7 separate regions of the Mus musculus genome follow, and all the other regions are linked to region 1. A link is a contact called in public Hi-C and promoter capture Hi-C data. All regions are on one chromosome and are shown on one strand. The core of a region is the stretch at or near the end of the contact, and the rest is flanking DNA. Distances in the headings are between cores, read along the strand shown.

The links. Promoter capture Hi-C pulls out the DNA fragments that hold promoters and counts their contacts. Hi-C and Micro-C count contacts between places; a contact is called where the count stands out from the background. Capture Hi-C pulls out chosen DNA fragments and counts their contacts.
Region 2: a contact with region 1 is called in a Hi-C map of CD4 T cells, with 4 times the contacts expected there. The contact joins the promoter of Wdr11 here to the promoter of 2310057M21Rik in region 1. A contact is called at or near these places in 9 of 39 promoter capture datasets (the 3T3-L1 cell line, 3T3-L1-derived adipocytes, HPC-7-derived erythroid cells and 4 more) and 1 of 484 Hi-C or Micro-C datasets (CD4 T cells).
Region 3: a promoter capture Hi-C map of trophoblast stem cells shows a contact between it and region 1, with 10 times the contacts expected there. The contact joins the enhancer-like site here to the promoter of 2310057M21Rik in region 1. A contact is called at or near these places in 5 of 39 promoter capture datasets (the C10 cell line, the HPC-7 cell line, liver and 2 more), 1 of 115 datasets of contacts at active chromatin or transcription factors (large pre-B cells) and 1 of 9 other capture datasets (adipose tissue).
Region 4: a contact with region 1 is called in a promoter capture Hi-C map of adipose tissue, with 3 times the contacts expected there. The contact joins the promoter of Eef1akmt2 here to the promoter of 2310057M21Rik in region 1. A contact is called at or near these places in 8 of 39 promoter capture datasets (the 3T3-L1 cell line, the C10 cell line, frontonasal cranial neural crest and 3 more), 2 of 484 Hi-C or Micro-C datasets (B cells and adipose-derived mesenchymal stem cells), 6 of 115 datasets of contacts at active chromatin or transcription factors (astrocytes, embryonic stem cells, large pre-B cells and 3 more) and 2 of 9 other capture datasets (adipose tissue and liver).
Region 5: a contact with region 1 is called in a promoter capture Hi-C map of liver, with 2.3 times the contacts expected there. The contact joins the enhancer-like site here to the promoter of 2310057M21Rik in region 1. A contact is called at or near these places in 5 of 39 promoter capture datasets (3T3-L1-derived adipocytes, the C10 cell line, the HPC-7 cell line and 2 more) and 1 of 115 datasets of contacts at active chromatin or transcription factors (large pre-B cells).
Region 6: a promoter capture Hi-C map of liver shows a contact between it and region 1, with 2.0 times the contacts expected there. The contact joins the promoter of Lhpp here to the promoter of 2310057M21Rik in region 1. A contact is called at or near these places in 4 of 39 promoter capture datasets (the C10 cell line, hematopoietic stem and progenitor cells, liver and 1 more), 1 of 484 Hi-C or Micro-C datasets (B cells), 4 of 115 datasets of contacts at active chromatin or transcription factors (astrocytes, large pre-B cells, pancreatic cancer cells and 1 more) and 1 of 9 other capture datasets (adipose tissue).
Region 7: a contact with region 1 is called in a Hi-C map of B cells, with 10 read pairs. The contact joins the promoter of Oat here to the promoter of 2310057M21Rik in region 1. A contact is called at or near these places in 17 of 39 promoter capture datasets (the 3T3-L1 cell line, 3T3-L1-derived adipocytes, the C10 cell line and 12 more), 4 of 484 Hi-C or Micro-C datasets (B cells, the G1E-ER4 cell line, pre-B cells and 1 more), 8 of 115 datasets of contacts at active chromatin or transcription factors (astrocytes, embryonic forebrain, extraembryonic endoderm stem cells and 4 more) and 2 of 9 other capture datasets (adipose tissue and liver).

Annotation. Positions count from the first base shown.
Region 1 is chr7:131,360,691-131,364,596 of GRCm38.p6, reverse strand. 2310057M21Rik (RIKEN cDNA 2310057M21 gene) reads left to right here and starts at 1,871. Exons shown (of 6, transcript NM_026655.4): 1 at 1,871-2,089; 2 at 2,661-2,864; 3 at 3,636-3,708. The coding sequence starts at 1,926.
Region 2 is chr7:129,589,563-129,593,468 of GRCm38.p6, reverse strand. Wdr11 (WD repeat domain 11) reads right to left here and starts at 1,606. Exons shown (of 29, transcript NM_172255.3): 1 at 1,406-1,606; 2 at 382-493. The coding sequence starts at 1,491.
Region 3 is chr7:133,038,666-133,042,571 of GRCm38.p6, reverse strand. It overlaps a transcript of Ctbp2 not described here. Among named protein-coding and RNA genes, the nearest start is that of Ctbp2, 25 kb to the right of the region's middle. Within about 2 kb of position 1,656, at least 37 of the 459 cell types and tissues checked have an H3K27ac peak or open chromatin away from gene starts, as enhancers often do. A contact at or near this core is called in adipose tissue and trophoblast stem cells, where this site is marked.
Region 4 is chr7:132,851,001-132,854,906 of GRCm38.p6, reverse strand. Eef1akmt2 (EEF1A lysine methyltransferase 2) reads left to right here and starts at 2,260. Exons shown (of 6, transcript NM_028095.1): 1 at 2,260-2,408; 2 at 3,416-3,481. The coding sequence starts at 2,299.
Region 5 is chr7:132,721,903-132,725,808 of GRCm38.p6, reverse strand. All of the region lies in intron 4 of Fam53b (family with sequence similarity 53, member B), which reads left to right. Among named protein-coding and RNA genes, the nearest start is that of Fam53b, 90 kb to the left of the region's middle. Within about 2 kb of position 1,673, at least 125 of the 459 cell types and tissues checked have an H3K27ac peak or open chromatin away from gene starts, as enhancers often do. A contact at or near this core is called in 3T3-L1-derived adipocytes, the HPC-7 cell line and liver, where this site is marked.
Region 6 is chr7:132,608,655-132,612,560 of GRCm38.p6, reverse strand. Lhpp (phospholysine phosphohistidine inorganic pyrophosphate phosphatase) reads right to left here and starts at 1,918. Exons shown (of 7, transcript NM_029609.1): 1 at 1,731-1,918. The coding sequence starts at 1,855.
Region 7 is chr7:132,574,250-132,578,155 of GRCm38.p6, reverse strand. It overlaps Oat (ornithine aminotransferase), which reads left to right and starts at 1,758. Exons shown (of 10, transcript NM_016978.2): 1 at 1,758-1,861.

The DNA.
Region 1 (3,906 bases), core at 622-3,121:
CAAGGTATTATTAATCTTGCACGCAAACCTGCAAGTTAGTGTTTCTAGAGTGTACTTCCATTAGGACTGTCTACACGTATTAACCTAGTTTATAACCAGAGGAGCCGGAAATACAGAGTAACAGGGCAAGACACTGCAAAGGCCTTCTTGCCACCGGCCGGTTTCAGGTTTACCCTGAATCTGATCTCCTTGAGCTGGAGAATCCTATGGAAAACTACTCAACTCCACTCTAGGAACCAAAGGTCAGAATGGCCAAGATAACGTATCTTAGCCTTTGTTGAAACTGCTTGTTTGTGCGGAACCTCCTCCAGCTAACTGTTCTTCTAAGTTGCTCATTTGTTCAGAACCCTCCTTGGTGGCTGGCTAACAGCTCATCTTAGCTTCTGTTAAAACTGCTTACTCCGTAGTGCTCTGATGCAGCAGCCAAGGGAGATGCCTTCGCTTTAAGGTCTCTTAAAATCCCATGTTCTGGACACTCAGGGGCTATACCTAGAATAAAGACTTTCAATTGGTTGTGCACTCTGAGGGGGCTCCCCATACTAAACAGAACAAGAATGATGACCACTTAGAATGTGGGGAATTTCTTTTAAAAATATAAATTGAGCCTTTTAGAATTAAAGGTTACTGTTTCTAGATTTTGTTTATACTGAATCTCTGATTTCTCTTTCAAACTTGATGAACACATTATACATACACTCTGGTGACTGTCTATAGAATTCAATCATCTTTTTCTTGATGACATAAACACGTTTTTTGAACAGGGGTACACATACAGACTAAAATGAAAATTAAAGCAAAACGTTTTTTCTGAGCGATGAACAAAAAGTTCTGGGACAAAACTAGGTTATGGCTGAACAAAACTTCCCCAGAAATTATATATAAGGCCTCAAGCACAACTTTAAAATTCAGGTACTCCACATTTCTGTAAACAAATTTCTCCCCTCGCCTCAATAGATGTTTAAATTATCTACACAACCCACTTCAGGAAGATAATGGGGGTGGGTATGGGGTGGAACGACAGCCGATACCTAGCTTTCTTTCCAATGAGTATAAAGTTTCAAGTCCCACTTGTCACCACAGAAAGTTTGACCGTACAATGTACTTCTGAAGGGACCAAGGCCCATTGCCAGTTTTTGTCAAGGTTATGAGTGAGAAACCTTAAGTCGCAGCTTTGAGCCTCTTGGACATTTTTAACCTTGAGAATTCTGTCATTTAGGACGTGCAAGCACGCTCCACCGGGTTCCTGAGGCTCGGAAGCCGGGTCTTAGTGGGTTCAGTGTTTAGTGCCTTCGGCCACTCAGCATTATTCTGCAATGCTAAGCGCCGCGCTCCACTCTACAGCCCACGGAGGTGACCTGAGCAGTGAAACAACGCGATCAGCCGTGGTCGCACTGCTTCAAAAGCAGCCTGCATGGCCTTCACTCCACGGGCTGGCGCAGGAAGGGTCCCCGGAGTCCTCTTCCGAGGACCTCGGATTGGGAGCTGGCTTTACAGGCTGCTTGAGCCAAGGAGACCGCACCTATCTGCTTTGGTACCACCCTCAGGGTGCCGACACCGCCCAGGCGCCACCCCACCTCCCACCCTAAAGCGTCGCTGCTTTGCCAACGTGGAAATAAACCCCTGGGTTCCCGCGCGCAGAGCACTGCGCATGCGCGCGGCACCTGCCCCAGGAGCGGAGGAATTCCGCGCACGAGCCAACCCCTGGCTCTTTTCCGCGGAGATTTTAAACCAACTTCTGGAAGGGAGACGAACACGCATGCGCACGTGTGGTGGTTGGGTCCCGGGATGGGAAGGGTTGGAGTGGGATGGGGTGGGGTCGGGGGAAGAACCGGAAGTTGTGCTGAACCTTCACCTCCCCTGGGCACTGAAGGAAACGCAAGCTCTGCGAGAGAGGTTCCGACGCCGCCTGGGTTGGAGGAGACAGAATGGAGACCGCGATCGAAGACGCGGGACTGGACCGCGGCCCGACGCTGACCTCGTCCTGGGATGCGGCGTGCGGGGCGCTGACCCAAAGCCTTTTTCTTACCCGGACTGGGCCACGTGCCCAAGACTTGGACTTCGAGCAGCTACTGGAGCCGCCAGCTCCGAGGTGCGCCGGGCCAGGGCCGGGGTCGGGTGACAGTCACGCTGCTGAGGAGCCGGGAGGAGGACGGGAGCCGAGACGGGCGAGGGAGCCGAGCGAGGCCGCGGGGACGGCATGGGGGAGAGCGGTGGTGCCTGGAGGTGGGCGAGGCTGCGGGCAAAGGGTGCGCGCTGGGCCGGAGAGGCCGGGAAACTCGTGTTCAAGATGCCCTCCTGTTACAATCCTCCTCGCCCCCCACCCGCGAACGCCCCCAGTCTTCTATTTGGGGGGAACAAGAACCACGGCGTCTTGGAAAAAGACACATGGTTGTTTTAACATTCAGTAAACGCTTTTAATTGACTGCGAATGAATTAGATAGTTGAATAGGCTGTCCACGGTCTAGGAAAAGTGGACGGGAATGAATGCCCTGACGCCTCAAACCTCTGTTCCTTATTAATTCTGTGAGAAGTATCTGTGGGTGATGGGGAAGGTTCTTGGTTCTCATGGCAAGTAGAGGTGAGTTTGAAAGGATTAATGGGTTATGCTTCTACTCGGAAAACTTATCTCTGTGATTTTTTTTTTTCAATTTTCTTCTCAGCCAGGATCCGGTTAGTCTGAAAAGCAGCCTGAGCCCCCGAGATGAAAACCCCTGCTTCATTTACCTGAACTGTGGCCCTAATGGGGGTGAAGAAATCCTTTCGGTTGGCGTTCTGAGTTCAGCAAGAAACATGGAAGTATACTTAGGAGAGGAGTATTGTGGAACCAGTCGAGGCAAGACTGCCTGCACTGTCCTGGATGACAGGTTTGTGACTTGTCTAGATGAAAGTGTTCATATGAATCAGTGTCTTTATTCTCAGCTCGTAATGTTTGTGGATTTTCTGAGACTGACAGGACAGGAGTCATTAGGGAAGAGAAGTTAAAAACATGCCAATAGACATAGGTTAGACCACTAAGCCTTCCAACGGCAGGGTTGATGAGCAAGCTTAAAAATATGGAGATTTCGGGCTAGTTAACTGGAAGTGAGTTGGCGGGTCACTGGTAATTAGTGGAAGAGCTTTATTAGAATGCAGTCCAGGTAAGCATTCTTGTTCTCACGTATCTCAGCAGGATCTGTTTAACAACCATTAGACATTCTGAAACTGACTCTCTTCCCTTCTAGAAGGCTCCTTGTGATTGATATATCAAACTAAGACTGTCACGGCAGCCTATTTACTGACCTATTAAAAGATGGACAGTTTGTGATTTTTTTTTCCCCCCAGTCTTGTACAGGGTTCTGCCCAGATCTGTCCTGAACATAATGCATGCTCTAGGTCCTGCCTGTGTTGGAAAGAATAGTAGTGTTTATAGAGCGTTAAAGTATGCCATGTGCTCCCTCGTTCAGTCCCCCATATAGCTGGCAAGTGGTAGGTACTGCTCCTCCACGCGGTGCAGCGCAGGCAGGAGCCCATTACTCCCTGTACCTGACCAGGAAAAGGGAATCTCTGAGATGAAGGAGTGTCCCGAATCATTTGTTCTTAAGTATATGTTAATGTTTACAACCAATGGCTGTTAAAAATGAATTCTTTTATTTTAGTGAACATGAAAAGATCTTGTTATACAAAAAATACCTAAAATTGGATTCTCCCACGCATGCCTGTAAAATAAAGGTGAGTCATCACCAAATTTAAGATTTAAGGTTGATCAAATTGTTTTTGTTTTTGTTCTATACACACTTATTTTCTCTTGGTTTGGCAGTACAGTAGTCTAACATGGTCCCTAGGTTTAGTCCAGAAATGCTTAGTTAGCTAGTAAAGGGGTACTGTTTTTCTAAAAAATTATTAATCCTTTAAACATTGAAAATCTCT
Region 2 (3,906 bases), core at 357-2,856, 1.8 Mb after region 1:
GACACACAAATAACCAGCAAGTCTATGAAAAGATGTTCATGAAATCACAGATTATATTCGCCATGAAATCACAAATCAAAACCACAGTGTGACTCACACCCACAAAGACAGTTACACTTTATATTTTCTTAGCACATGGTAGTCAGTGTTCAAAACTAATGGATGAGGGGGTGCTATGGTAAATGACAGAACTGGTATTTCCACTCACCTTTTCAAAGTGCCCCAGAACTAGCACTTAACAATGTATTCTGGATTGACATTAAGTCATGGGTATGTAAATGCTAGGCAACCCTAGATAATTGTATTTATATCTATGACTTAATGAGAACCTGATGACGTATTAAACTTGAGGTTATGGGGCTGATGTGTGACTTAACTTACCTTAACAATATCAGCTTTATGTTTTTCTAGAACTTGTAGAGTTTGGGCAGTATTGGAATCGATCACTACCACCAGTGAATGGCATCCATATGCAATTAAACCTTGCCAGCCCCTGGCGAAACAAGTGTTAAAATATAAAACAAAGCGACTCAACTTTGCCTATCATAAACAAATCTAGTTCACATGTGCCATTATTAGTAGTACTTCTTAAAGTGAAAGGCTTGTGATATTGTTCCATTTACAAAACACCCCCAGCTAAGTTTACAAATATTTATTGAGACTCATTTTCACTCAGATCAACAGTTCTAAAAGATATCTACAAAGAGCTCTGATGTGCAAAACCAATCTGGGCTGGTTTTGTATGAACACATGCTGTCTTATTCAGCATTTAATAACATTTATTTTTTATAACAACATAGAATCCACAATGCCCCTAGGATGAGTGACTAGTCTTAGTCCTTTCAATCAGATAAAAAAGTACATGAGAGGTCTCAGCCTCCGCAGCAACATTCCTAGCACAACAGTAATAGGATTTGCCTCACATGGTTAGTTCTCAGAACCTGGGTGTTATTTCACTGTGGAAAGAGAACTGGCTGTGGAGGCCGTGCTTCACGGGAACCAGTAAAGATAAAAGTGGGAGTAGGTAAGTGACAGGACACAGTTTGGGGCATTGTTGAATGCATCTAAGTGAAAAAGAGGAGTCTGAAAGAGTAAGAAAGAGTCAGGACCAGGAAGAGAAAAGGAGACAAGGAGAGAAGCCCTCCCGGGTGCAGGCTGGGGAAGAGGAAATGGGGACAGTAAAGGAATGAGATGCGGAGAAAGAACCCAGGACTGAAACTGTCTGCACCGAGGACCTGCCGGCTCCAGGCATTTGCGACTTATAGGACAACACAAATGTCTCAACTAAAAGCAAATCTGCGAGCTGTGGGACGCTGGCCGCGGTCTAGGCGAGGAAAACCGGAAGCCCAGTGTTCTTCCCCGTCCCCTCGCGAACTGCGGCCGAGGCCGGAAGCACTGCCCTCACCAGTCCACCGCCGCCTTGTTGTGCGCGTTGAGAGCCCCGGTGAGGGTGCGCGCTGACACCTTGAAGTTTACGGTGTAGGGTAACATCGCGGCGGCACCCCGGCCCTCCCCACCGGCAGGCAGGAAGCGACACGAGCAGCTCTTCCGTTCCAAAGTCCGGGTAGTCGCGTCCGCGCCAGCAGTTGGGTTCCGTGAAATCCCAGGTTCCTCCTTCCAATAGTCCGTCGTCTCTCCAGGAACTAGGACTTCTAGGTTCCTCCCTCTCCAAAGTTCCGAAACTCAAGTGAATCCCATGGAGTGTGGGTTGGAGCTAAGCATGGAAGAGGGGTTCTGCTACCAGTCGCATCTGCTTTCTTCCTTTTGGGAGAAAGATTGCTGGAAATCGTGAAAACAAAACAATAAAACTCCCAGTTTGCTTTTCTGCCTTTGATATGTTAATTTAGGGCAACTACCATTGCCAGCCACTGTTTGTTGTAGAAGGGTCCTGCATGAGAAGACACAGTGACTGTCTACTCACTAATGCTCACTAATGTTTGTTCTCTTTTTATTATGTGATAACTATCCTGGCTAATAGGGTTTGCATAACTCGCTCCCAAAGGACCATGTATTAAAAAACGTGATTTTCCCTACTTTAGGAAGAAGGGCCCATTGGGAGGTTTTTAGATCACTAGGAGAAGCGCCCAGGTTGGGGTGGGAGGTGCTGTTGAAGGGAATTGTTGGACCCTGGTCTTTTCCTCCTTATTTTTTGTGGCCCATGAAGTGAAAGGTTTTGCCATCTTGCTGTGCATCGTCACCATGGTATAGGTTCAAGAACAATGGGGCAAACCAGGCATGGACTAGAAGCTCCGAGATATTGTCCTTTAGAGACTGAGTATCTCGGGTGCTTGTTTCAGATTTGGAAATCTGGCCAACACACAAGTGAGGTGAGGAAGACTCAGTGAGTAAAGATGTTGAGTGTCTTTTAGCAGCAATTTAGCCATTTGTAATTATTTTTAAAAATACCCTATTGGGATATTTTAGCTCACTTTGTCTTTTCACTTCTGAGTTATAAGTATTCTTCGTTTATTATAAATTGAAGTTCCTTTTCATATATATATACATATATAATGTTTATTAAAATATACAAAAGTATGTGTTGAATAAACATATAATATAGAAATATATTTTATGATATGTATATTATATGATATATAGCACAATACATTATAGAAATTATATATTATAATATGTAGTATTATAAAATATACATACATAATATAAATACATACTATGTTTATATATAGATTATATTACAATATTTATATATAAGATTTATATTAAAACATATAAGATGTATATAAAAAAACCACTGTCGTTCCATAAATGTCAACATGAACCTTGAGTCAATTGGCTACGCAAATATTCCCAGCAAAGTCAAAGGCTGCAGTTAAGAGGACTTAAGTGTGTTCTCCAGCACCAGAGTGAGACAGCTCACAACCACCTGTAATTCCAACTCCCAGGGTTCACACCCTTCTAGACTCTAGTGCTCCTGCTCCTACACAAGAACATACCCTCACATAAACACATAGTTGAAATGAAAGGAAATCTTAAAAAATGATGAAATGAAACAAATGTTGGTAAGTTGTTCTTTTGATATTCTTTACTATATATGTAGATTTCATCTGTATTTTTAGTTACTGAAACTGCATAGCATGATGACTCTTGGAACCCTGCTGATAGTCCTGCTCAGTGCTTGCATATGTAAAAATCTACATGAATGTCCCTCTTCTCCTGCATCTTCAAGGGGCTCATGGAAGGTCGGTGTTACTGAGGGCTTTAGGTCACTCATTGTGACTCTGAGAAGCATCTTTAACTCCTTTCAGCCTCTGTGCTGGCTTCAGTGAGACGTCCCTCACCATCCTGAGCATTAGAGCATTTGATTTTTCAGTTGTCGGTTGTTTCGTAGGTTCAGGAGGTCTGGCCTGGATGGAGGAAGTGTGTCACTGGGGACAGATTTTGAGAGTTTAAAGGCTTAGATAGACCATCTCAAGTTTGTTTTCTCTGCTTTCTGCTTGTGGTTTGAAATGTAGTTCTCATGTGTTCCTCCATCTTGCCTGTTGCCATAATTCCCTGCCTTGATTGATGCTTATCCCTCCAGAACTGTAAGTCTAGATAAACTTTGTCTTTCCTAAGTTGCCTTGATCATAGTGTTCTGTCAGAGAGATAGAACCTGCACTAATACAAACTCCTTCCCCCTGTTATTGTGGCAGAGAAAAGGATTAAATTAGACCAAACATTTACAAAGCCTTAACGTAACACTTAGCTTCCTATAATTCCTTGTTTATTTACTGATAGGCATAAAACAAGGCCTGCTGTTTTCAGTGACTGCATTGCTTCCTCTAAGATATCATTTTAGCAGATAAAGACCTTTCTTTTTGAAGGCATGGCTTGCAAGAGAAGAATTGATAAGGATTTGGGTGAAAATAGAGTCCAATTTGGCTTGTGAGCCTCCAAGACACAAAC
Region 3 (3,906 bases), core at 407-2,906, 1.7 Mb before region 1:
TTCTGTAGAGGCTGACCGTGTGGCTGAGGTAGCTTGTGGGTCTTTCTTGCTGGGGCTAATGGATGCTCTGCAGGGTAGTGGGGCCGTGGCAGCTAAGGTGTGTCAGGGCAGCTGGTCAAGACTGAGCACTGCTCTCCAGGACCCTTCCAAAGGGTCTGAGTGTCCTGGCTGGGAGTGACTTTGCAGGGGCCTGGTCCAAAGAAAGTAATCTGAACTCAGCCAGCCTCCCAGAGGCCCAACAGTGTGCCCTTTCCCGAGGCTCGCCATTCGTAGGCACCAGAACTAAGTGCTCTGGTGGGCTTCACTAGAAACTCGACTGTATGAAGAGTTGTGTCTGTTCCCAGAGTCTTCCTAACAGTTTCGCAAAAATAATGGCACTTTCCCCATTTCACAGGTTTTATTTGGGAGGGAGAGAGGGTGTGTGTGTGTGTGTGTGTGTGTGTGTGTGTGTGTGTGTGTGTGTGTGTTTGGTTTGTTCATTCATGTTCATTCCTGAGTACTTGTTGAGCCAAGAGGACACCCTTTCAGGTTTAGTTCTGAAGCCCCACCCCTAGGCACACCCCTTCCCCTTTGAGATAAGGTCTTTCTCATTGGCCTGGAACTTACCGAGCAGGCTAGGCTGGTTGGCTGGTTGACCCAGGAATCCACACATTTTCCTGAGATTTCAAGGACATGCCACCAACCACACCTGGCTCTTCTGGGAATCAAAGCGTGGTCCTCCTGCTTACAAGGCTAGCGCCTCACCCACAGATCCAGCTCCTCAGCCCATAGATGGGCAGGTTTGTTTCTTTGTGAAAGCATTATTTATGGAAGCTAAGGTTCCTGGCCTGTGTCACAAACTCCTGCCCCGCTATATATTTTTTTTAAAGCAAATCTTCCCCACAGTCTCCTAACAGCGCTATTTTTGCATTGTGTGTCAGTAAAAGACAAAGATGGCCTCCTCTGAGAGGACCCACCCCTCCTAGGCGTCTAGGACTCAGGATGGAGAACCCCTGCTTTAGCTGACCCCTGTGTACTAGCTTGCCTCTGAGCCCTGCTGCAGGCTTACTCGCTTTTGCCTCTGCAATTGTGTGAGGCCCTTCATCTTCACATTCCAAATAAGTGAACTGAAATCTGTGAGAGTATGGGTCCTGTTAACTCTAGACACAACTGGACCTCTGAGGTTCAGGGTCCTCGCCCCCACCACCTCTAGACGATAAATCTGACCACGTCCTACAATTTTGAGTAGGGTAACAACACCTAATTTCTTAAACTTCTGGAGAGGAAGTGAGTACTTTTGAGATGCACAGGGCTCTTTGGGCTCTGGAATGTTCTTATCACCACACCTGTTGCCCATGGGCTGTTGGGGGAGGGGCGGAGTGGCTATTGAATGAGATAGAGGTGAGAACCTCTGCCTCAGAGTGCCCCTGAGCTAGCTGCTCCACCAGAGGGGGCAGTTCCACCCTTGGGACATCAGCAAGCTTTTTTTTCTTTTCCTTTTCCTTTTTCTTTTTCTTTTTTTAAACAACAACAACAAAAAAAAACCAGCAGAGGATAAAATGTTCGCTATAGTGAGCTGCTGAGCCCTAACACATTCCCAGATACTGGTAAGGCCTTAGTTGAGAACAGTGTGCTCAGCGTGTTGGATTGGCTCCAGGAAGGATGTTTTTAGTACAAATAAAATGATACATACCAGGGCTGTTTGCCTCTGCTGGAATCCAGTAAGAGGCCAGCATTGCAAGGCCCAGGGTCTAATAGGGCTGGCTGTGAGGTGCCCTCAGGCATACCTCCTGGGCCAGCTAGAAGATTCCAGAACAGCATAAATCATACACAGATGTCACACTACATGCCCTTCTTCCCTTTCCTTTCCTTGGGTAGATTAGTCCTGGACCAAGCTTTATATGTCTCCTGTGGGAAAGTGGGTCAGTTTTGGTTTATATGACATAAAACTAATGTACTCCTCTAAGACCCCTCCTTCCAGCTTCCTGTCTCCTCCTGGTCAAGGTCTGTCCACGTGGTACTCTAGCATCTCTCCCATAAGGCTATCCTGTGTATCTGTAGGCAGAGTTGAGATGGACACACAGGCACTTGGTCCGGTAGCGTCATGTTTGCTGTCTCCTCCTGGTCGCGGTCTGACCACCTGGTACTCTAGCATCTTCCCCTTACGAGTATCCTGCATGTAACTGTAGACAGTCGAGATGGCGTCTCTGGGCCTTCTAAAGCATAAGCATAGGCACTCGGTCCTGTAGCATCCTGTTAGTCACACACTGGGCACCCAGCACTGCTGGTGGAGTATCATGGCTGCTGGGGAGAAGTGGTGTTGTCACCTAAAAGCTTTTTTTGACTCTGACTTTTCTTAGATTCGATCCCCTGTGACTTGTTTGTGAGATTTGTCCCTGAGACAAAGGAGCAGACAGTGTGTGTACCATGGTGATTCAGTGGAAGTGTGAAGTGGAGTAGCTCAAGAGGCTTGCAGCCTTTGTTTTCCTGTGTGGATTCCCTTTCCAGTGTTTCTGGGGAGGGTAAAAATAGCTGGTGGTGCCTTAAAATAAGTGCCATGTGGAGTGTGTGTGGATCCAATGCACAGCCACATACGTCCAGCCTCCATAGTGTTCCTTCAGAGAACCACTTCACCCACCCCCACAAGTTCTAAAGATGAGGCCTGACATCTTGGATCTTTCCCTGGGAGAGATGATCCCCAGGGAAACAGGCCTTGTATTGTGGTTTGCTGAACTCACTAGTGAACTGTGAAGTCCCAAAGATGAGCCTGTTTTCTGTCTCAGTGTCTCGCTCAAAAGATCAGCAAAATCAAGCCCTATATAATCTTCCAAATGCACACTGGTTTTTTTTTTTTTTTTTTTTTTTTTTTTTTTTTTTGCCCCCACAGCAAGCAGAGACAAAGACTGGCAACATCCTGTGAGCCACTACCCCATATCTTCAACTCCCAGAGATGGTTGCTCCCAAGGTCAAGGTTGAAGGCAAAACCCTGATTTTGGACTATTGAGTAGGGAAAGGTGTGATGTTGCCTGGTTTGGCTCCTTCCTTCTGATGGGTCCAGCAGGATCTGTGTGAATCAGAATAGGTGCTGGCATTTCTTGGATCCAAGCAAAATTCAAAATTTCCCCTGAATGCTCTGGCTTAGACTCCTACAGCTTGTTCGTTCTCGTTCGTTCTCTCTCTCTCTCTTTCTATAGACAATTTTCCACTTGCCTGATATGAAATTATATGTTATCTTTTATGAAGCTTTCTGTAGTTGTCTTCCTGTATAAGCCAGCAGAAGAAACCAGCATTTGCCAACATCTGGCTCTGTGTTGCACACACTGTCTTGTGTGTCTTGTCTACCTGCCTGCATGTCTTTTATCTATCCATTCACCCACCACCTCATTATTTTATTTAATGACCCAGTGCTCAAGACAGGTGACATTGTGAACCTGTGTATAAAATCTTTCTTTTTACATTTTATTTTTATTTCATGCATATGAGTGTTTTGTCTGCATGTGGTGTATGTATGTCTGCATGTATCTATGAATGAAAGAATGAATGTCAGTGTCATATAGTGCCCTCAGAGGGCAGGAACTCTTGAAACTAGAATTACAGGTGTTAGTGAACTACCATGTGAGTGCTGGGAACAAGCCCAAGTCCTTTGAAAGAACACCCACTGCTCTTAAACACTGAGCCATCTCTCCAGCCCAAATCTTTTTTTTTTTTGGAGACAGGGTTTCTCTGTATAGCTCTGGCTGTCCTGGAACTCACTTTGTAGACCAGGCTGGCCTCGAACTCAGAAATCCACCTGCCTCTACCTTCCGAGTGCTGGGATTAAAGGCGTGCGCCACCACACCGGGCTTCCAGCCCAGATCTTTTCCTTTCTTACTAGTAAAGAAACAGAATCCATCTGAACTTTGAGCAGTGAGTTTGGTGATGCAGTTG
Region 4 (3,906 bases), core at 1,011-3,510, 1.5 Mb before region 1:
AACTAAAGCAAAGATGCCCAACCTGTAGTAAAGATAAGAGCTGACATTTTCTGAACCCTGACTATATGCCATGCCCTTTCTAAGCTCTCTAAACATACAGTATGCTCACTTGCAGTTCCTGACATCTCTTTGAAGCGGCATCTTTTTAAGCCCCATTTTATAGTTGCAGAACCAGAACTTAGATTTACTGACTATTTCTCATGTGTCAGACAGGTTGTATTTGGCTGGACTAATCTCATATGTATTCTCAGAGTGTCTTGTGTGACAGGTGCCACTATTATGCTTGTTATAATAGAGGCTTCACAAACTGACCTGGGGAAATTCAAGAACTTGCCCACAGTGATGCTTTAAAACATGGCGTGCGGGGCGGGGGGGGGGGGTGTTCTAACTCAAGAAACAACTGCCCAGTGTCCCCTTTCAAAAGCTCACATCAAAGCAAAAGGAAGAGATGGGGGCAGAGAAGGGAGCTTGTTCTAGAAGTGTGTTCTCTGGTCCTGAGTGTTGCATGGTCAGAAAAGGGAAAGCTCTGCCCTATGACCACGGAATGTCAAATGGGAAGTGCTTAAGGATTCTGGGAAGCATGGTTCCAGAGGAGCTACCAGTGGGCACTGTGCACAGAGAAAACAACAAAACAAATCAAAACAGAACCGACGCTGGCAACCTCAAGTTCTACAAGTCTGCCTGTGGCCTCACACAAGTGGTGCTCAGTGGGAGGGGCTGTGTCCCTCCTATAGTTCTGCTTCTCTCTGGTGCTAGGCAGCTTACCCAGTGGAACCTCTCTCCCAGCCAAGAATCCCGTTTCCCTGGGTGATCAGAGGTGGTGCCCCACAGTCCTCAGCACTAAGCAGCCAGAATAATCCTTCCTGGAGCCAGAGAAGAAACTTGGTATAAACCATGTTGGGTCCCCCCACCTCCCCCAGGGCTCCATACCGACAACTGTTTATAGCTTTCATCACACACAGCAAAAACATCTTAACTGTTGGCAAGACATGAGGCTGAAGATGGGCTTATCTTTCATGGATGCTTCTTAATTAAAACCTAAAACTTTTAAAGACCCAGTCTGTCACACTCAGGCTTTCTTTCTGTAGCATCTAGAGTCTAGAAAAGATCAAAACAGCTACTTGCCCAGGGCAGCACTAATTGGCTGTGGTATCCGGTGGTTTTAGTGCTCTGTAATAAGGTTACTTACGCTCTTTCTTGAGTTCTTTAATCACTATGTACATGGATTTCCATCTGCCCTTTACTTTATTCTTTACTGCCAGAAGATCTTGGAACACCATGTATAGGAGCAGACGAACTGCTCAAACTGGGAGGGCAACATGTGTTGCCGTTTGCCTCAAGGGACTTGTTACTGGGCTTCTGTCTTCGAAGTCAACAGAAACGTAGTCCTGGAAACAAGTTCTTGTTGGAAGGCAGCTTGCTAGGGGCCTCTGAGATCCTTGCCTTAGACATTGAACCATGTTTATCTGAGTATTTCATGGCTAGTACAGACAAGATCTGACACCTAAGATCTTTTGCATTGTATTGCAGAACTACTGGCTGTAGTCAGACCATTAGGCATAAGATATCTCAGGTTCAATCAGACTTGAAGAACAAGTATCTTTTTATTTTGAGCAAACTAGAGTGAACAAACTAAAGCATGTAGAGGTTGAGATTTGGACAGGCTCAGATGACTAGCTGGGGACAGAGCAAGAACCTCTGAGGCCCCCTAGTATTTGTACTCATTTTATCATAATTCCATGGCTGGTGGTGGTACCCTGGGTGGCCCAAAGGCATTCAATTCCTTGGCCATTAGCTCTTAAAAGGTCAGCCGGTTTTATCAGTTCATTTTTCATAATTCTAGCCACAAATGAAATTAGTCTTTTGGTCGGGAAGGCAGCAATGCAATGAGGCCGGCCGCCCTATCCACTTTCCAGATAGGTCTTGAAAGAGTGAGATGACAAGCATTTGGGCTGAAGGCTGTGCGTTTCAGACGGTTTTTGTGGTTTCCGGCAGCTTGTTTTCCAAAGTGCAGTATTTTGAACGATGACTTACAGACAGCAGTCCCCAGATTTGGTCACTTTGAGAGCTAGAGAGTAAGGGGTAAATGTAATGTTGGCTGGAAGGCTATCTTGGCTTCTCTAGCCAGCATTGCACACTTAGCGGCCTCTAAGCAGCCTCGGTTCTTTGCTGTGCTTGGCCTCCCAAGGTCTGGTCTGGAGCATTAGAGAGACAGCCTCCTATTGCCTAGAGAGGCCAGGTCCGCGCCTCCCCTCTGCCCAAATCGCGTCTCTATGGCGGCTTCGAGCGCAGAGCGACATGAACGCGGATGCTGAGGGCCACAGCGGTGCTGTGGTCCCCGCGCAATCTCCAGAGGGCAGTTCCGCGGCGGATGACTTCGTCCCGTCCGCGCTGGGGACACGAGAGCAGTGAGTGTGGCGGGGAGGGTGAGCGGGCGTCTGAGGCCCGGAAGGAGATGGCGCCCTCTCCTGAATGGGGCCTGAGGGAGGAGGGCGGAGGCGACCTGTGGTGGCTTAAGGGGCGAGATCGCAAGCACTCCCCAAGCACTTCAAGGGATGCAAGCCCACCCGAGGCCCTTGGGGAGTCCGTGTAGGGGTCTGGAATCTGGCTGAGGGAAAGGGGGGAGAGAGTTGGGCAACATTATACAAAGGCCCGAGAGAGGTCCCCACAGAGCTGTGAGATCCCGGAGCAGGAGGTAGTCGAAATGGAAGATGCTCTAAACTGGGAGCTAGGGAGATAGATGGTAGGGGTTCTGGGGAAAGAAAGATGAATCTCAGAAATTAATGGATAAGCATATAGAGGAGTGCGGGGAGGGGGTTTAGGCATTAAGATGAGAGGGAATTTTAGAGGAGGGAGCAGGGATTTTAGAGATGAAATAGGAAGAGAAAGCGGATGATAATGGGAAGGGTTGCAGTTTTGAGGATTAAGAAAAGATTTAATGGGCGAACTAGAATACAGGGAGAGGCAGAGACTGTTGTAGCACTTAATTTTAAGTTCATTTTATCTTGGCTGCGTTCACTGTGAGCAAACAGTTGACCTACTGATTAGAAAATCCTGGATCTGCATATAGAAGACCAACTTTGGAGTAACAAACTCAGTTTGTGCAGTTCACTTTTGGACTTGCGACTGAGACTTAGAGATCCTTGGACAATTGCCCCTTTTTATTTAAGATAAAATGTGTATAGGAGTGTTCATCCGATGGGTATAAGTACTTGTACGATTCATCCTGCTTATCCATAATTTTTATTCTTTTAACCCAAGGAATTTTTTTAAATGCACTATATGCATTTATTGATAACACTAATAATGTTTAAGGCTGTTGTAAGGAGCCATGAACTTCAATGGAAATATTTGTTTAATTCACAAAAGACAGTTTAATTTGAGATTCTTGCTTCACATTTCATTGTTTATATAGTTGGGATGCTGTTTATGAGAGAGAACTGAGAACATTCCAAGAATATGGGGATACAGGAGAAATCTGGTAAGTTAAGCTGAGGAATTGTTTGTGTGGGTGTGAGAGCATGAACATGTGGACTTAAAACAACAAAGCAGCCTTGAGCTCTTCAGAAGCTCGGGGCTGAATCTGGCTTCTGTGACAGCTTTAAAATCAATTTCTCTCTCTCTCTCTCCTTGTTCTCATTTTTTATTTTTTATTTTTTTTTTTTTTGAGACAAGGTTTTTCTGATAGCCTGGGCTGTCCTGGAACTCACTTGCAGACCAGGCTAGTCCCATACTCAGAGATCCACCTGCCTCTGGCTTTACTGACAGCTTTTAAATGCGTCTTTTCTGTTTTAATGGCCCAGACTTACATTGCTCATAGCGCTAGAAAGTTGCTTTCGTTCCATAGTTGTCATTTTCTTTTTTTTTTAGAAAGTAAGAACCAGCATTTGCTGATGTCCAAAAAGG
Region 5 (3,906 bases), core at 424-2,923, 1.4 Mb before region 1:
GAGGTCATCAGATCTCATTATGGATGGTTGTGAGCCACCATGTGGTTGCTGGGATTTGAACTCAGGACCTTCGGAAGAGCAGTCAATGCTCTTAACCACTGAGTCATCTCTCCAGCCCCACACTTTGTTGCTTCTTAAAGCAGAGGTGTGCCTACTGGTTATTATTCCCCAGATTTGCCAAATACTGATCTGTGTTCTGCCTGCAGACTTATTTATCCTTGACATTCTCTGTACACAGAACCACACAGCACACATCCTTTAGTGCCTGCCTTCTCTCTCTCTCTCTTTCTCTCTCTCTCTCTCCCCTCCTCCTCCTCCTCCTCCTCCTCTCCCTCTTTCTCTCTCTCCCCCCCCTCTTTCTCCTCTCCCTCTATCTCTCCTTCCCTTCTTCTTCTTCCCTCCCTCCCTCCCTCCTCTCTCACACACTCACACACACTCACACTCAGACACTCACATTCACTCCTAGGCCTGTTCCAGAAGTTGTGAGATCTGATTGCACATCCATTAGGTGTGAAAATTGGGACAAGTCTCTTCCTCCTTCAGCCTTGATTGGCCCATCTGTAGGGTAAGATGGTTGCCACTGGCTGAGACTCACTCACTTTTCCAGTATGGATTCCTATTCCCTGAGTTACATTCCATGGCTCACAATATCTAGAATGGCAGCAATCAGCTCTAGAGATAGAGCTGAGAAGACCCTGGTGTGCAACAGTCCTGCCTCCTGGGTCCAGTTGCAATCTCTTAGAATACACAGCTTCTAAGCAGCTGCAGACAGCCAGGGCCCGTCACCCTCTCTGAGGGCCAGGACCCACCTGTGTGCCCCAGAGCTGCTGTGGAGGCTGCTCCAGGACTCTGCTGGCCAGGACTGCCCTGAAGGCTGTGGGCTAAGACGGCATTGGCTTGGGCCCCTAGCCAGATCCCTGTGTGCTTTGGAAAGATCCCTTAACTTCTGTTAAGCAAAGAATCCTCTTCACAGCAAACTGAGTGAAGTGGTTTCACAAACTCCTTCCTGAGTTTGCACTGAGTGGAATGTTCACTGAAGAAACAAAATGTTTGTTTTCTAATTGTGAGGGCTTAGGGAGGCCCTTGAAGTTGGCTTCCACACCCTCTGTGTTCAGGCATGCCACCTGCCATCCTGGGGCCTAGAGCAGGAACAGAAACCTTCATGTGTCCTGTTGGGTGGCAGCAGAGAGGAGACACTGGCTAACGGCCATTCAGAAAATCTGCAGGGTTCTAGACCTCCAAGATCTTTTCTTACCCACTCTAGGTCGGGGCCCTTCAGTAACACTGTGAGGCAGTCCGTGAACTAGGTGGTGGGGCTTGACCAGGGTTCCCTGTATGGTTGTGGGGCATGATCAGGATTCCCTGTATGGTTGTGGGGCATGATCAGGGTTCCCTGTATGGTTGTGGGCATGACCAGGGTTCCCTGTATGGTTGTGGGGCATGACCAGGATTCCCTGTATGGTTGTGGGCATGACCAGGGTTCTTTGTATGGTTGGCAGGGAACAGAGTAAAAATAGGAACGTGAGGCCTGCTCCAAAACGAGGCGTGCAAGGTTGAGTATACTAGGGATCGAGCATGCCAGTGAAAGAAGGGAGGTAGGAGCTTGGGTAGCCAGAACAGTTGGCAGGAGAGGGCGTTCACATGACTGCACGGTCCAGAGCACATGTTGGGAGCAATGAGTTGACTGGAGTAGGGCCAGGCTCTGGCCTGTCTGGAAGGTTTGAGCCAGTGAGCATCGCTCTAGCCAATCCTTAAGAACTCTGAGTCACGTGGTTAGCTTGGGCGTTTCCTGTTACAAAACAGCCCCGCCCTGACAGCGCTCTATTTGATGGGTGATATCAGGGACTCTGTTGGGCCTTTCTTTTACTCCTCAGGGGTCTGGTCCTGCTATCTCTGGCTAAGGCCGCTGGCCCTTGGTCTGTTTTTCATGTTCCTAGGTTCTTAGGGGGCTATGCCTGTTCCAAAAATGACAAGCTCTATATTAGGTCATCTTCTTCAAGTCCATTCTACCATCTGGTCCTGGAGCCTCCAGCATTACCCAAGACTAGAGCACAACATGTAGAATATAACAGGAAGGTGGTCCCCAGAGGTACAGCAAGGGAGAACCAGAACAGAGAAAGCCAAGGTCCAGAGTGACTGTGGGTAGGAAGGTTTTTCCTGAAGGGGGCTTCTCAAAGCTTTGTGGTGCTTTTCCTGTGGTGGCTCTGAGAATGGCAGGATTTAGCAGCCATATAACATCCCTGTGGCTTTCTGGCCTAGAGGCAACTCCCAGAGTTTTGAAGTACATCATGTCTCCTGGTCCCTGGTCCCCTGTTAGTAAGAAAGGACAAATGAGTGCCTGAGCTGAGATAGGCCCTGTAGTCTGTTGCTCATTGGTATAGGTCCTAGTGGGGTAGCCACAATCTCCCAGCATGAAGCAGGTGCTTGCAGGGCATTTGAAGGGACATTGGGACGCAGTGGCCCACAAAGGAAGGCAGGAACCTTCCCAGTTACAGGGCTGGCTTCCACACAGCAGGTATTTACCACCCCCATTAGTCTGTTGGCTTCTAGAGCCTGTGATCTGGGAAGAGTCCGGAGTCTTTGGTGACAAGTCAGCGGTGCTCTCAGAGTCCCTTCTGTCCTCAGTCCTGGCATCCTGGCTCCCACCCAGTTTTCCAGCCAACATTTCCTACATTCCTGAGGGTCAGGAGGCCATCCAGGCTTTAAAAGGCCCAGAGGTGAGCACTACACAGAAGTGGGTTGGGTGTGGTGCTGCTGACCCTGCTTAAAAGAGTATGTGTCAAAAGCCAAGTCTGGTGGCCTCTAACCCCAGCACTCAGGCAGCAGAGCAGGTGGATCTATGTGAGTTTTAGGCTAGCCAGAGTTACACAGTGAGATTCTGTCTCAAAATAAATAAATAAACAAATCAAAACAAAATCTAGGAAACTACATGCTTTGTCAGCCCCAGCACAAAGGAGACATAGAACACTTGTCTCGTGGCCTATTGTTTTGAGATGCTTGCACAGTTCTTTGTTTGTTTTGTTTTTTTTTTGTTTTTTCGAGACAGGGTTTCTCTGTATAGCCCTGGCTGTCCTGGAACTCACTTTGTAGACCAGGCTGGCCTCAAACTCAGAAATCCACCTGTTTCTGCCTCCCAAGTGCTGGGATTAAAGGCGTGCGCCACCACCGCCCGGCCGCTTGCACAGTTCTGTTGTCCAAGTGTGTGCTGGGTAGGAAATGGCTCCACTCAGGCAGATCCAAGGGCCCAGCCTCATGCAAGGCCAGCTGGAGCCAGGCTACCCACCTGGCCGCACAGACTGGCTTTGTGATGGTGGCATCTTAAGGAAGACGTGAGGTGGCCCTAAGAGCTAGAATATGGGGACTAAAATGTCTCCTTTTTTAAATCTTTATTTATGTGTTTGTGCATGTACAGGTACACATGTGTGATCATATTCAGGTGTGTGTGTGTGTGTGTGTGTGTGTGTGTGTGTATACATGTGGAAGCCAGAGTTAGCCTTGGGTGGTGTTTCTCAGTTCCCGTCCCATTTATTCATTTATTCAATTCATTCTCTTCTCATGGGTATTTATGCATGCTTTCATGAATTTGTATGCACCCCATGTGTGCAGCAGCCTGTGGGGGCCTGAAAAGGGGCATCAGACCCCCCTAGAGCTGGAATTACAGGTGGTTTTACGAACTGACATGTGGGTGCTTGGGATTACACCCAGCATCCTGCAAGAGCAGCAGTGCCGCTGAGCCGTCTCCCCAGCCCCCCAGACCCCCACCCTGGTTTTTTTTTTTTTTTAAGTCAGGGCCTCTCTCTGGTTTGGACCTTAGGTCATGCTTGCTAGCCAGCAGGCCCCAAGGATCTGTGTCTCCTTGGTCCCTAGCTCTGGGATTACAAGCACGCAGCACCACACCTGGCTCTT
Region 6 (3,906 bases), core at 669-3,168, 1.2 Mb before region 1:
AACCTATTGGTATAGTTTGAATTTGCATTTCTAATGCAACGGGTGGAGCATCTTTCCTGCGCTGAGGGGGTCACCAGTGTCTCTTTCCTGGTGAGTCTTCTGTCTTCTGTCCACATTCTCACTCAATGGCTGACTTTTTTGATTTATATATTCTGGGCCATAGATGTGAAAGCTTTCTTGGCAAGATGCCAAAAGAAACCTCATTTTCATTATACATATTTGTACATGTATCCATGTTCATATGTGTGTGTGTGTGTGTGTGTGTGTGCGTGTGTGTAGATACACATGTATGACACCGGTAATCTCAATTGGCAGCTCGATGAGAGCTAGCATCATCCAGAAGACAAGCATCTGGGCCTGTCTGTGGGTGGACTCTCTTCAGCTGTTAATTAAAGTGGGAAGTCACTTCCTACAGGTGGCACTATCCCGGGGCTTATATGCTTTGGCACTATCTTCACGTATACTCATCTATGGTGAGTGACTCAGTTTATTCATTTGAGCACAAACTATGGTCTACCTTCCTTCCAATGAGATCCTCATAACGTCCTGGCTGCTTACATCGTCCAGTGTCTGTCCCGCTACACTCTAAGAGGGGCCTCCACAGAATTAACTGCTCATATCCAAGGCTCAGTGAAACAAAGCCAGCCTTAAGTTCTGGAGTTAGTGGAGACAATGTAGAAGCCAGAAAGACATGTAAACTGGACTTTCACCCACCCAGAAGGTCTAGGTGTTTCCTAGGACTAGCTGTCCCATACCAGTCCCTTTCACTGTGCTACAAAACATAGTCTGTGTCCTTGTTACACCATCAGTGCCACCCCTCTTGCTCAAGTGTTCTCTCTCTCCACAACCATACGCGCGCGCGCACGCACACACACGCACACACACACACACACAAACAGATAAGTAGGGGAGGGCCTCTCGGGATCAAAGGACTTACTTAACTGCAAATAAGTAAATAGTGCTAGTTAGGTCAGGGTACCCCAGAGAGTGATATTGAGAGAATAATGCTAAACAATGAGCAGCCTCCAACTGCTCATCCACATTACACAAAGCTATCTGCGGACCAAAGACAAATAGCCCAGGTTTAATGCCAATTGTGGTCTCTGACAGCATTCTGCATTGGCAAGGTGTAATGAGCCAGACCCCTTGTCCTCCTCAAATCAAAACCAATACAAGAGAATTAGATGGCTAGCCATGTATATGATTTAAAGTTTTCTAAGAGAAACAGGTGGATCATTTGAATAGTTTACTTAGCCTAGTATATTAAAAATAGTCACTTAAACGTGTAAGCAACATCAAGAAATATTTTAAAGTAACTTTTCCATTTATTTACTTTTAAGATGGAGGACATGCATGGAGGGCAGAGAGAGGCAACTTACGGTAGCCACCGTTCTTATTCTACCATGTGGGTCCCAAGAATTGAACTCAGGTGTCACACACAACTGGCAATGAGTGTCTTTACCCATGGAGCCATCTCCCCGGCCTAACAGGTTGCAATATTAATGAGATAGTCTACACTTTTTGAATCTGTATTTTACTTGCAAGTTAACCAACTGCTTCCAAAACACAGCTTCAACCCATAAATGCCTAGGACCAACCCAACCTTCCCCCGACAAGGTTCCTAGCCAGCCTGAGGGGTGGAGCTAGCACTCGAGAAGGCGGAGCTAGCGCGAACGCCCCGCCCCCGGTAGTTGACACAGCCGGGAACCCCCTGCATTGAGCTCACTAACCTCGCCACTGCCTCCACAGAGCCTGCGATAGCGGTTGCACCGCTTGCGCTGCTATCACATAGCACCCCGGAGATGTCAAGCAGCACTCCCCGCACGCCCGTCAGCCGCTCAGCCCATGCGGCCATCGTGTCCAGCTATAAATCCGAACTCGGCGTCGCCGCTGCTTTTATCCCGCAGCCACGCCTCCCGCGCGGGGTTGCCTGGGAAATGTAATCCGCGGCGGGCGGGCCGGGAGCAAACTGGGAACCACGTGGACCAGCCTGACGCTTGACTATCAGGAAAAGCAGTGAACGCATCCTGCGGAAGGAGTTCAAACCCCTAAGAGTCAGGACATGACAACTTGAAATGAAAAGTGAAACAGTCCAGGAGGGATGGCTCTCACCTGTAATCCCCAGCAGGGCTGAGAGTGTGAAGCCAAGATGCCACAAGGGGGTAAAGGTGTTTGGCACAAAACTTAACTTTAATTCTATTCCCAGGACCCATACAATAGCAGGAGAAAACCTATTCCTGACATTGTCCCCAGATCTCCCCACGAGTGCATGCACACACACGTATACTAATTAAATAAATGAAATTTTAAGTGTTGGAGACATCCTAGCCTCAGTAGTGAGGTTCTGTCTCAAAAATGGAAGAGAGAGGGAGAGATCTTGCAGGCGGTTAGATGGCACCATCCAATTCCTTGGAAACACACTAAAGGAACGTGTGCAAACAGAATGACTGCGGTGTAAATAAATGATAATGCCAAGACAAGCTGAAGAAAATTAATGTAGAGGATACAGGTTGCATATCAGAGATGCTGAAAGAAATGTGCTGAAAGAAAGATCAGCCAGGGGAGGTGGCAGAAGCAGCTGAAGCTCTCAGAGTTTGAGGTCAGCCTGTTGCGAGTTCCAGGACAGCATGGACTACACAGAGAAATCCTGTCTCAAAAAAAACAAAAAAACAAAACAAAACAAAAAGAGGGGAAGGGGATTGGAGAGAGAAGGGGGAGGGAGGGGGAAGACAGGGGGGAGAGGGACAGAAAGGGAGAAGGAGAGAGAGAGAGAGACTCCCGCTAACTACCTTGGAAAACTCTTCTGTTCTAACATTATATGAAAAACACAAATTCAAAAGTTATATGCAGACAACAGCCTTGCAAAAATAAAGAGCATGGTAATATGAGTAGAAAAAAACACCAAATTTTATGTGTCTCGGGAGGCCAGAAGAGGGTGTTGATCCCTGAAACAAGAATTATATATAGACCCTGATGATTAATGATGTGGGTGCTGGGACTGAACTCTGGTCCATCTGAAAGACCATCCAGTGCTCTTAACCACTGAGCCACCTCTCCAGCACCCAGAATGTTAGAACTTTAACGCATTTCAACAAAGTGTGCATTATTCTTTTGATGAGCTTACCAGAGGAGCTGCTCGCAAGAGAAATAAAAGGTATAATGTCTACCCTGAGTGGGTTTACTGTGCTAGAGATCAATATTATACAGAGAGACTGAAGAAGCTGCTCTAACTTGAGAAAGTTTGCTTACATCGGGCAAGAAAGAGCTTACAGATTTGGGGGTTAGGAAGTGAAGGCTGGAGAATCAGGCTGGAGTCCTGCATAACCAGGAGTTATGTGTCTATAAATCCAATAATCACTGAAGGAAAACCCCAGACTCAAATAGTAATGCAAAGGCAGAAGGTTTATTCTGCGGAAATTACCAGCATGCAGGGGCCAACCGTTCGTCAAAATGGTTTGCAGACCCCTTTTATGCAGGTCTAAGGGAATTTTCCAGAAAGATTAGGTAATCTCCAATATGATTGGTAGGGGCAAAACAGTGACATTAGTACAATTTTGATTGGTTGCTAAGTTAGTTTCATTATAATTGCTGAAACCTTGAGGAATTTTGTCAACCAGCTCAGTTCTGGCCTTGTTATCTCCTCCAGCTGGGTATCCCAGGAGCTGACTCAGCTCCAGACTTTACCTCCCTAAGTCACAGCCATCATTGGCTAAAGGCCCATTGTCAATGGCTCCTTCTGGGAAGCCCAGCATGCTTCCTGGGGAAGTGAAAATTTTTTATTGCCAAGGTTTCTGGACCTCCCATTAGAGATGCTCTGCTCCTTTGGCAGTTCTCTTCCACTGCCTGTTGGTAAGATGCTAGTATCCCATTAGAACAGCCTCTGCCTCCAATGAAGCACAAGAAACA
Region 7 (3,906 bases), core at 509-3,008, 1.2 Mb before region 1:
CTGACCCCAGGGGAGGAAGGGTCAAACCCCCAAGAGGTTGATCATACTGAAGTAGGTGGTATGAAAGGAATAAAAATGAAAAAGATAAAGTTATCCACTCATAATAATGAGCCTTAGAGGGTAATTAATGGTCATTATAGTAATGAAGTAATGATCTGGGCAAATGACCTTAGCCAAGGATAGGATGAGCCCAGTAGGCTTGCTCAGTGCTCCTGAGGATATTGGATTCACTGCTCTATCTCTGAGCCCACACTACTTTCTTGCCCCTACTGACCAGGTCAACTAAGACATTCCCTGCTATGGCTGTTGAATGTCTTCTATTTGTCTCTCTACCTGGGTCTTCTTTTGTTTGTCTTTACATGTGTCTGGTGTGTTTGTGTACCAGTGTTTGCATGAGTGTGGGTACACAAGGTCTGGTGTCTTCCATGATTGATTCCTACGTATTTAAATATATTTAATTGAGCCTGGGTTTCTCACTTGAACCCAGAGCTCTAGGAATTGTCCTGTCTCTACCTCCCTGAACGCTGGGATTTCAGATGGGTCTCGATGCCCACTCAGCGTTTATGTAGGCTCTGGGGACCTGAACTCTGGTCTCTTTATGCTTGCCCAACAATCACTTTACCTACTGAACCATTTCCTCTGCTCTTTCCCATCCCACTTTCTTTTCCTCCTCTTTCTGATCTTGCTCTGTGTCTAGGGAGGCTAGTTTGTGGGGATTGTCTTTTCTCTTGTTTTCTCAAGTCAGGGTTTCTCTCTGTACCTCTGGCTGCCCTGGAACTCTCTCTGTAGACCAGGCTGGCCTAGAACTCATAGAGATCCACCTGCCTCTGCCTCCTGAGTCCTGGGATTAAAGGTGTGCACCACCACCACTACTACCACCAGTCTTAACAGACTCCTTAGGCTCCTGGCTCCCTCCAAGTAGTCTTTCCTCAAACTCCTCTCTCTTTGGGGTTCTAGAAACCCCACATCTAGCCCTGGATACGTGGACTGACAGTGGCTCTCCCTGGTGTGCCAGTCCCTCCATCCTTGTGCTTTCTTATTCACACACATTCTTTCCAAACTGGAGTGTGAAATCTTTCTGCCTGACCCTGAAGTGTAAGGTAGTGAATCACTGGCCCTCTGTGGTCTACAGCTTTTGGTACAGGATTGGATAACTCTTCTATTCTCTTCATATTTTCTGATTTATAACGAGCGTTATAGACAAAAATGATACCTAAGCACCTTCTGATTGTGTTTATCCTGCAATATCCTTTTCCGGTTTGAGTTTTAACCATGGTAGTGGAGGGAGTGCAGGCAAGTCTATACTGCGTAGCTGTCATTTCCAACCACTTATAACAACAGTTAATAACATCCGGGCGGCGTTTTACAGCTGCAGAGATGATACTAGAAGCATCAGTAATCTGTTTTGTCATTTTGGTACGTGAGGGTTCAAGGTCATGTGGTTTCAGCATTTAAGATATGATGTTGCTCCCAACAGGCTCTTTCAGGAAAGGTTTTGGAAGGTCCCTGGGCTAGAGAAACGCAGTGAGAGGCCACCATTCCTTCGGGCCTCCGTTCCCCTTCGGGTAAAAGAAAGCGAACTGCTCCAAGTTCAGTGCAGAGCTCAAGCGCCACAGGCACAAAAGCAGACTGCGCACTTGGGGAAGGCAGCAGAACTTGGCGCCCGGAGGCTCAAGGCCGGGTGGGTGGGGCGAGAGTGAGCCTCTTGTGATTGGTGTGCGGCCCTCCGCCTTAACCAATGAACTGAGAGAACGGGCGGGGGCGGGACAGACACGTCGTCTTAAACGACCTGACGCGCCGGGCAGCCACATCGCGCTTCGTGGCTGAAGTACAGTCAGTGTCGCTTAGCGGACGCTGTCAGGTACGACGTACGCGCCGGGGCTGGGCCAGAGCGACTAGGGCCCACTCGGTGTTCTGGAGTCTCCGCCGGGGCAACACTGGAATCTCCGGGTCTAGGGCGCCACGCAGGCCCGGGGTGGGGCGGGCTCGGCGTGAGGACGGGCGGGGCACGGCTTGGGCTCACTGTCCCCGGGGGACTCGGCTAAGGGGACTGGGGCCTTGGAGGTCTCGACTTTGAAAAGGCGGCGTTGAGGGCGCGGGGCACCACGAGCAGCTTGGCGGGGGGTGGGTGGGGGGTGGGGGTGGGAAGAGGAGGGAAGGACCCGATCCCTGGGGACAGAACTGCGAACTTGTGGTCGCGTCACCGGGAGGGGGCGCTGATGCGGACCAAGTCCGAGCTCCTTGGGCAGCTTTTACGTCTCGTGGCAGATCATACCCATCCCTCCCCAATCCCCACTTCTCTTCAGTCCTAAACCAAATAAGAGGATTGAGGAAGTGACGTGCACTCTGTGATGAGATGGTGGCTAAGGATTGGCCCACAGGGCTCTCTGCACGAAGAGCCCCCTCCTTAGGCCTTTGACAAGCTATGTTGAACCTCAGTAAATTCCAGTCTAATTGTGGGGAGCTCTTGCTGCCAGCAAATCTTGCCTCAGGCCTACAGCAATGCCCGGGAGTACATTTACCTTGTAGATGTGTCAAGATATATTAAGGGAGGAGTGGTTTTGGAATGAAGTGGCTTTGCTACTTGAATAACCTCTGATTTCTCCACCCTAAATTTTCTTGATCAAACTTGTTAGTGTCTGTAGGTAAATTAATTTTATGTAACTTGTAACTGTACTTTAAATTGTATGTGTGTGATCAGGAATGAATGCGCCATCCGAGGCCAGAGGGATTCGATACCCCTGGAGCAGTTCTTGATAGTTGTGCCATGTAATGTGGGTGTTAGGAACCAAACTCTGGTCTTCTGCAAGCATAGTAGGTGATCTTAACTGCTGAGCCATCTTTCCAGCCCCTAAAACTTTAATTAGTACATATTTTAAAAGGTATTTTTTCCTGTCTCATCTATTTACCTTCCGGTCTACTTTTACTATGGTTATATGGATATGTATTTTATGCTCTTTGCAGAGTTCTTGAGGATGAGCCAAACTGTATACCTGTATACTTTTTTTTTTTTTTAGATTTATTTATTTATTATACGTAAGTACACTGTAGCTGTCTTCAGACACTCCAGAAGAGGGCATCAGATTTCATTATGGATGGTTGTGAGCCCCCATGTGGTTGCTGGGATTTGAACTCAGGACCTTCAGAAGAGCAGTCGGTGCTCTTAACCACCGAGCCTTCTCCCCAGCCCCCAAACTGTATACTTTTAAAAATAGTAATGAATGGGTAGTGATGTGGAGGTGTGTGGAGGGTGCGGTGTAGTTGGTTCAATCCTTTCCCAGTAGTGTTACTTTAGTTGTTTGCCAGTGACGCACTTGAGGTGAATTTTAGCCAGAATATTGGTTACATAAAACAAAGCTTATGTTGACAGACCTTCCAAAAAAAAGAAAAAAAAATTAAGGGCTGCATTTGTGAATGGTTACCTCAGAAAAGTAAATATTTAACAAGCGCCAAACCAAATTTACTTCTCAAGCTGAAGATTTTCAATGGCTTTTGGATGACTTTACCCTGCTGTTTCTTTTAGAGCAATTTAAGGAAAGGTTATTTAATAAGGCAGACTAAACAAATTCTTCCAAATGCAGCCCTTAATGGAGACTGTACTGTGGAGATATTCCTGTGAGCTAATGGGGAAGGGAATAATGGTGGCCTGAAATTAAACATAGGTGTTCAACATGCTCGGCCTGTCGTTAGTTCTTATGTTTGGGCTCTTATATCTGCTAAATATAAATAGCAGATAGATAATAAATAGGAATAATCTATATATCTATCTATCAATCATCTTTGGTTTCTCGAGACAGGGTTCCTCTGGGTAGCTCTGGCTGTCCCAGACTCACTTTGTAGACCAAACTGGCATCAACTCTGAACCCTTGATGAAAAGATGAGTTTCCATAGGAGGACAGAGAAGTA